Regions from separate parts of the Ovis aries genome. Here region 1 is linked to region 2. The links are chromatin contacts, called in public Hi-C maps. All regions are on one chromosome and are shown on one strand. The core of a region is the stretch at or near the end of the contact, and the rest is flanking DNA. Distances in the headings are between cores, read along the strand shown. Region 1 holds the start of SNRK (SNF related kinase). Region 2 has its middle 58 kb from the start of SNRK.

Region 1 (3,258 bases), core at 300-2,799, 58 kb after region 2:
AGAATTGGAGTATAGTTGCTTTACAGTGTTGTGTTTCTGCTATACAGCAAAGTTAATCAGCTATATTTATACATATATTCCCTCTTTTTGGATTTCCTTCACATTTATGTCATCACAGAGCAGAGTCCGTTCCACTCTGTGTAACCCCATGGACTGTAGCCCTCCAAGCTCCTCTGTCCATGGGATTCTACAGGCAAGGGTACTGGAGTGGGTTGCCATTCCCTTCTCCCTTCCTGACCCAGGGATCGAACCTGCATCTCTTCCTGGACTGCATCTCCTGCGTTGGCAGGCGGGTTCTTTAGCACTAGTGCCACCTGGGAAGCCCCCATTAACTTCCATTATTACCCTCAGTGTTTGTACCTCCCAACAATCCACTCTTGCTTTCCAGTCATCTTCAGACATGCAAAGTAGATGCCCAGGAGACAGTCTGAAAAAAACAGGCTTCTGACGTTTGCAGCTCAGCAGAGACAATTGCTCAAGCCATCTAGATTTCTTTTTTCCCTCCAGTCGATCTAATCACATTTGGAGCATCTAAGCAGCGCACCCCCTCCCCTGCCTTCCACGCGGCAGTTTGTGCCCTTTTTTGCTAGGGGTCCTCTCCTGGGGGAGGGGTGGAGGGCTGGGAGAAACCGAAATGGAAAAGCAAGTTGGAGAATCTGGCTTCTGGCGTGTCACTTATTTCCAGAAAGCAAGGGCAGCTGATCTCCATGGCGCGCCAGGCTTCCAAGGATGGTAGATGGGAGCGCCTGCCCCTCTCTCTCACCCTCCCAGACTCTACACTCTGGCCGTCGCTAAGCTCCATTTGGGAGCCTCCTGCCTGGTGACCATGGCGCTGAACCATCCAGGGCACGGTTCATGCCTGGCATGTTCTGAGTCCCTGACTTGACATGCTTTAATACTTCTCACGACCTTTCGCCTTTTCACGCTTTTCCAGAGGAGGCAGCCTGGCCAGGCAAGGGTCTCCTGCTGACTTTTAAAGCCAGCGCTGTGTTCAGATGCTGGGCTTTTTTCTCTTTTTTAAAAATAGCACAAAATCAACACAATTCCTTCTAATTGGGTTCCCAGAGAGAAACTGTAGAGAAAAAAAAATATGTACGTGTATTCGTGAACGTATATTTTTTTCCCGCTCTTTGTTTAAACCTGGGCCGGGGATGTTGGTGAACCTTTAGAAGGGTGAAGTGCCTGGTGCCCTCAGACCCCCGCCCCAAGACGCAGAGTCCCGTGAGGACCCGGTCCTTTCCCTCCGATTTCCGCCACGGCTCGGCTACTTTTCTGGGCCATTGTCCCGTGTCCCTAGTGCTTCCTCCTTCATCAGCTTGGTCTTGCTCGGGCGCCTCGCCCGCTTCCTACCGCCAGCCGCAGCCCAGACTCGCTGGGGTCGAGGCGCTGCCAGGATGCCCTGCAGCAGCTCGCGCGCCGAAGCCCGCAGGTGCGCCCCGCCCCGCCCTCGCTGCGGCCCCTCCCCGGCGCCTGCGTCACAATGACGCGCGTCCCGCGCAGGCGCGTCTCGGTCCTCCACCCCCTCCCCGCGGCCGGCTGCCCGCTTGGTATTATGATTAGTGCTGGGTGCGGGGATTCGGCGGCCGGGAGGGAGTTGTCGGCGCCGCGGCCGCTGCGGACGGAAGCCCGCCTGCTTGCTGAGGTAGGGGCGAGCGCGCAGTGCACCCGGGAGCGGCGGCCGTGGGCGGGGGACTGGCTGGCCTCCGCCGCCGAGTGGCCTCAGCGGTTGCCGGGCTGGGCGGCGGGGCTGGGGCGCCCGCCGCAGGCGGAAAGTAAGTTGCGCGCTCCGCGCTCCCCGCGTCGCGGGCCGGGGAGGACGCGGGCCCTGGGCTGCGGCGGCCCAGACTCCGCGCGGCGGCGGTGCGGCCTGATGGCCTGGCGGCAGGCAGCGGGCGGCGGCGGGGCCCGCACGGGAGCGGGCATTGCGGCGGCCGGCCACGGGCGCCCCGAGGCCCTGCCCTTGCGGCCGCGGCGGGATTGCGGCACCTCGGGAGGCGCCCGCATCCCCGCGCCCCGCCCCGGAGCGGGCCGAGTGCGGCGCCCGCGGATCCCCGCGCCCAGGTTCTCTCGTACGGTGTTTTATTCACTAAAGGTGTTTTCCTTCTTCAAAAGAATCTGGAGATCTGGCGCAGCAAGGGGATTTCTTGCTAAAACTGCAGCCGTACAATAGAATGGGGATATTGTTGTCTGTAGAGAAAGGGCATCGGGGTAAGGAAGGAGGAGCAGTGCCATTCCCGAGGGACAGCTAGAATTTTTTCAGATTGGAAAACCTCCGTTCTTTTCCATAGTCATCGCCTGTTGATTCCTTTCTGGACCGTTTTACAAAACCCTTCCTTCCGTTTGCTTGGACTTGGGATTCAGGAAAGTGACAGCCTTTTATCCTGAGTAGGGTTCCTGGAGCTGTGCTATTCTTAACACTTGGGTCAGGTAAAATTCTGTAGCTGTATAGTGAGTTCGGTTCAAGTCCAGTATTTGGAGGGGGTGAGGGGGCATTTAGCAGTAGGGTTCTTCAGCTTCTGGACGTCTAAGGGTATAAGATTTTTCACACTATCTAGTTACTTCCCCCCATTCCATTTAATTGAGTACATTGTCACAATTTTAGGAGCAGGTGGTAAAGCTGACTTAATGCGTTTCACGTTTTATGGTGAAAGGTGAAGCGTGGCTAGCAGGTAATAGAACTGCAAATGTTTCGCGTCTTGATCAGATTCCACCTGATTCCTATCAAACACCAGATGCCTCAGTTTGGGTTCCGTGTGTGGGGTTGAGGCGCTAGTCCCAAATCAGTCTAATTTATCAGAATGTGTATCAGTGTACTTTAAAGCCTGAGGTTGTCAAGGCTTATGTAATCAGTTTGTTAATTTATAATCTTGTTACATTGCTCTCCAGATTTATAAAATCATTCCCTTAAGGAAATCTGTCCTCAACGTCTGCTTAAATATTTTTCTTGGAATTGGATTCCTGAAGAGGAATGTACTGTGCTAATGGTGATTAAAGCAAACTAATTAGACAAGTTTCTTAAAAAAAAAAAAATCACGTTGGTTCTTTTATTCGACCAATTGTTTCTAGTAGGAAAACAGATGACATTCCCATTCTACAGAACTAAAAATGAGAGAAATGACATTGCCAAGGTCACTTACTGAGGCAAGTCACTTACTGAAGCAGTATACTAATTGAAAGCCAGGTGCATTGAGTTAACTTTTCTCATTTCTCCATCTTTAAGGTTTTCCTGGCAGGGAACTTTGCCACCTATTTTTTTTT
Region 2 (3,354 bases), core at 780-3,279:
GGGCGCCCACCATAAGGAGACCCCAGAGTCACCTAATCTCTTTGAACAGCAAAGGAAATTATGTTTGTGAGAGAGGAAATGAATGCATATCCGGGGAGTGGGTGGAGGCCATAGTGTTTGAAAATCTTTAAACTGCAACATTTCAGAGACATTTTTAAAGATCCAGAGAGATCTGCTTGTGAACTTTTAGGAATGATTTTTTGGGGGGGGAAACAAGATTTATTTTAGTCTCCCATTTCCTGTTTCTCTCTGTTTATTTTTTGTTAAGGGACCCTGATATGATGAAAGAAGCTTGTTCTGAACTAATTTTCTAAAGATTTTTATCTCTGACAGTGTTTTGTACAGAAAACGGTTGTTGACTATGAAATTTCTTTGACGTGGCTTATTTCCTTGCAGGAAAGAATTGGATAGGTTTTTTGCTTTTTGTTGTTGTTGTTGTTATTGCTGATTTGTTGAGTTTGTGTGTGTGTGGTAAAATATACATAAAATTTACCATCTTAACCATATTGAAGGGTACAGTTTACTGGCATTGAGTGTATTCATACTGTTGTACAGTCGTCCCCACCATCCATCTTCCAAATCTTTTCATTTTCCAAAACTGAAACCCTGTACCCATGAAATAATAGCTTCCCACGACTCCTCCCTCCCCTCAACTCCTGTTTCACTTTTCTGTTCTTGCGGATTTGACTACTTTAGGATCCTCCACTAAGTGGAATCGTACAGTATTTGTCCTTTTGTGTCTGGCTTATTTCACTTGGCATAATGTCTTCAGGGTTCATCCTCGATGTAGCATGTGTCAGAATTTCATTCCTTTTTAAGGCTGAATAATACTTACTTTGTGTATATACCAGGATTTGTCCCTGGTGGCTCAGACGGTAAAGCGTCTGCCTGCAATGCCGGAGACCCAGATTCGATTCCTGGGTCGGGAAGATCCCCTGGAGAAGGAAATGGCAATCCACTCCAGCACTCTTGCCTGGAGAATCCCGTGGACGGAGGAGCCTGATAGGCTACGTGGGGTTGCAAACAGTCGCACGACTGAGCTACTTCACTTTCACTTTCACCATTCATCTGCCATGGACAGTTGGGTGGCTTCCACCTTTTGGTTAGTGTGAATAGTGCTGCTGTGAACACGGGTGTATGGTTATCTGTTTGAGACTGTGTTTTCAGTTCTTTTGGTTACATACCCAGGAGTGGAAATGATGAGTCTTACGGTAATTCTGTGCTTAATCTTTTCTGAGGAGCTGTCTCTCCAGTTAGGGTTTGCTTCAGAGTTAGAGTCGGAAGGTGTATTTTTTTTCCCCGTAGTGGATAAAACAGTGATTCTAAACTGGACTATGCATCAGAACTATCTGGGAACTCTTAAATACAAAGTCACGAGTTCCCCACCCTCCAGGACTATTAAGGGAGGTTATGTAAGGGAAGAGCATGGAATCTTGAATTTAAAAGGTTTGCCATGACTCTCGTCTGTGGAGCGGCCTTAGGGGCCAGTAGCAGCAGTCGTGTTAGTTGCTCAGTTGCGTCCGACTCTTTGCGATCCCATGGACTGTAGCCCCCCAGGCTTCTCTGTTCATGGGCTTCCCAGACCAGAATACTGGAGTGGCTTGTCATTCCCTTCTCCAGAGGATCTTCCCAACCCAGGGATCAAACCCAGGTCTCCCACATTGCAGGCAGATTCTTTATCATCTGAGCTACAGGGATGTCTTGGGGACAATAAGACAGGAGAAAGGTTCCAGCTGCTCAGATACCATCCGCTACACACACCCAAAGGGAACTGAGCTTTGTTAAGACACCAGGGCCCTCTCTGCCTACATCTCCATGTGTGGTAGGAGTTTCTTGTGCGCAGGTGAAGGAGTCAGGAGAGCCATTCGTGTGGGGGCCCAAGGAACCAGACTCACAGCTCTCGTGTCTGGGTATTCCCAGCTGCTTACGGGCTTGATTGTCCTTGTTAATCTCGGGCAGGGGCAGGCTGTGTGTGCAGAGAAGCTTCCTCAGGGAGTGTTTTCATGCGCATTTCCGGAGACAGGATCTGATCAGCCTATTTTTCACTATCCATCATCATAGGCTCCTATTCGACAGTGGCTGGAGTCAAGCCTCCTCATAGGTGGTTGGGCTTCCTTCCGCCCAGCCTGCCCAGAGCCTTTAATAGGGATTCCTGGTTCAATGGTGTGGTCAGGGTGGCAGGGTCACTTGGCACATAGCCTGGCAACTCTGCACAGGAGGGAACATCTGTTTGGCCTCTCTCCCAGCAGCCTGTGCTTACAGGAAGGCTCCTAAAGGTCTGTGGATCCTCCAGGACAGGCATCAGAATTTTTTTTTTTAATTAGGATTTTCTTTTTAGTTTTGTTGTTTGAAATAAAGTCATTCATAGGGAGCTTAGAAAGTTTAGAAACTATATGAAGATGAAATGAGGGAGGAGAGAAAAAACCACTCTTGATCACTCCCCAGAGTCTACCATTTTTAGTGAATTTCCTTCTTGTCTTTTTTTTCTTACATGGTTTCTTTATTTGCTCACTTTCCCCATGTTATAAACTTATAAACACATTTTACTGGGTGCATGGATCTACCATGGTTTACTTAATTCCTTCGCTCCTGTTTCATATTTTTTGTTATTTTCAGTTTTTCCTTTCTATTGAAAATAGTCCTCCAGCAAACATCTTTAGACATGTAGCCTCTTGCAGATTGTTTCCTTAGGGCAGAGGTCCAAGAAGTGGGATTAAGTTAAAATCATAGATGCATTAGGGCCTTTGTTATGTATCACATTTGTGAAAGGATTGGTACCACGTTTCAAAACCATTAGCAGAGTTCAAAAATGGGTCTCATGACCTAGGCTCTGGCCTGGTGGTTTACAGCTACGAGTGATTGGGCAACCAAGGACATCTGCCAGTGTCTGGGGGCATGTTCAGCTCTCACAGTGGGGTGTCTGTTGGGTAAAGGCCAGGGGTGCTGCTCAGTACCCTACAACGTACGTTACGGCCACACACAGCGAAGAATCAGCTCTTCCTCAATGTCACAGGCACCGAGGTTGAGGAACTCTACTGTAACTGTCAACTGGATCACAGCCCTTTTCAGACAGAAAAATACAGACTCTTATCAGTCCAAGTTCAGGCGCAGCTGTCAGTTGCTGTGGCTTCTGTCAGTGTTGGATGACGTTGATGTTGAAACTGCTGCGATACTAGTTCAGCGTGTCATTTTCGAGGACTTGGCACCCTGCTCCAGAATCAGGTTTCACCTTGACCTGCCGAGGGCACCACTCGAAGTACCCCTTCCTCCAGGGCCCTGAGAATTCTTACTGGTCACTTGCCGGTGGTTCAGTCCAGACCACTGCCACCCATCGGAGATGTTCTAATGCAATTA

Evidence for each region. A called contact is a pair of places that touch in the nucleus more often than the background predicts.
Region 1: a Hi-C map of liver shows a contact between it and region 2, with 2.5 times the contacts expected there. The contact joins the promoter of SNRK here to the enhancer-like site in region 2. A contact is called at or near these places in 4 of 16 Hi-C or Micro-C datasets (blood, liver, mixed tissues and 1 more).

The regions. Positions count from the first base shown.
Region 1 is chr19:15,219,132-15,222,389 of ARS-UI_Ramb_v3.0, forward strand. It overlaps SNRK (SNF related kinase), which reads left to right and starts at 1,550. Exons shown (of 8, transcript XM_060402134.1): 1 at 1,550-1,642.
Region 2 is chr19:15,161,037-15,164,390 of ARS-UI_Ramb_v3.0, forward strand. No RefSeq gene overlaps it. Among named protein-coding and RNA genes, the nearest start is that of SNRK, 58 kb to the right of the region's middle. Within about 2 kb of position 2,030, at least 10 of the 54 cell types and tissues checked have an H3K27ac peak or open chromatin away from gene starts, as enhancers often do. A contact at or near this core is called in liver, where this site is marked.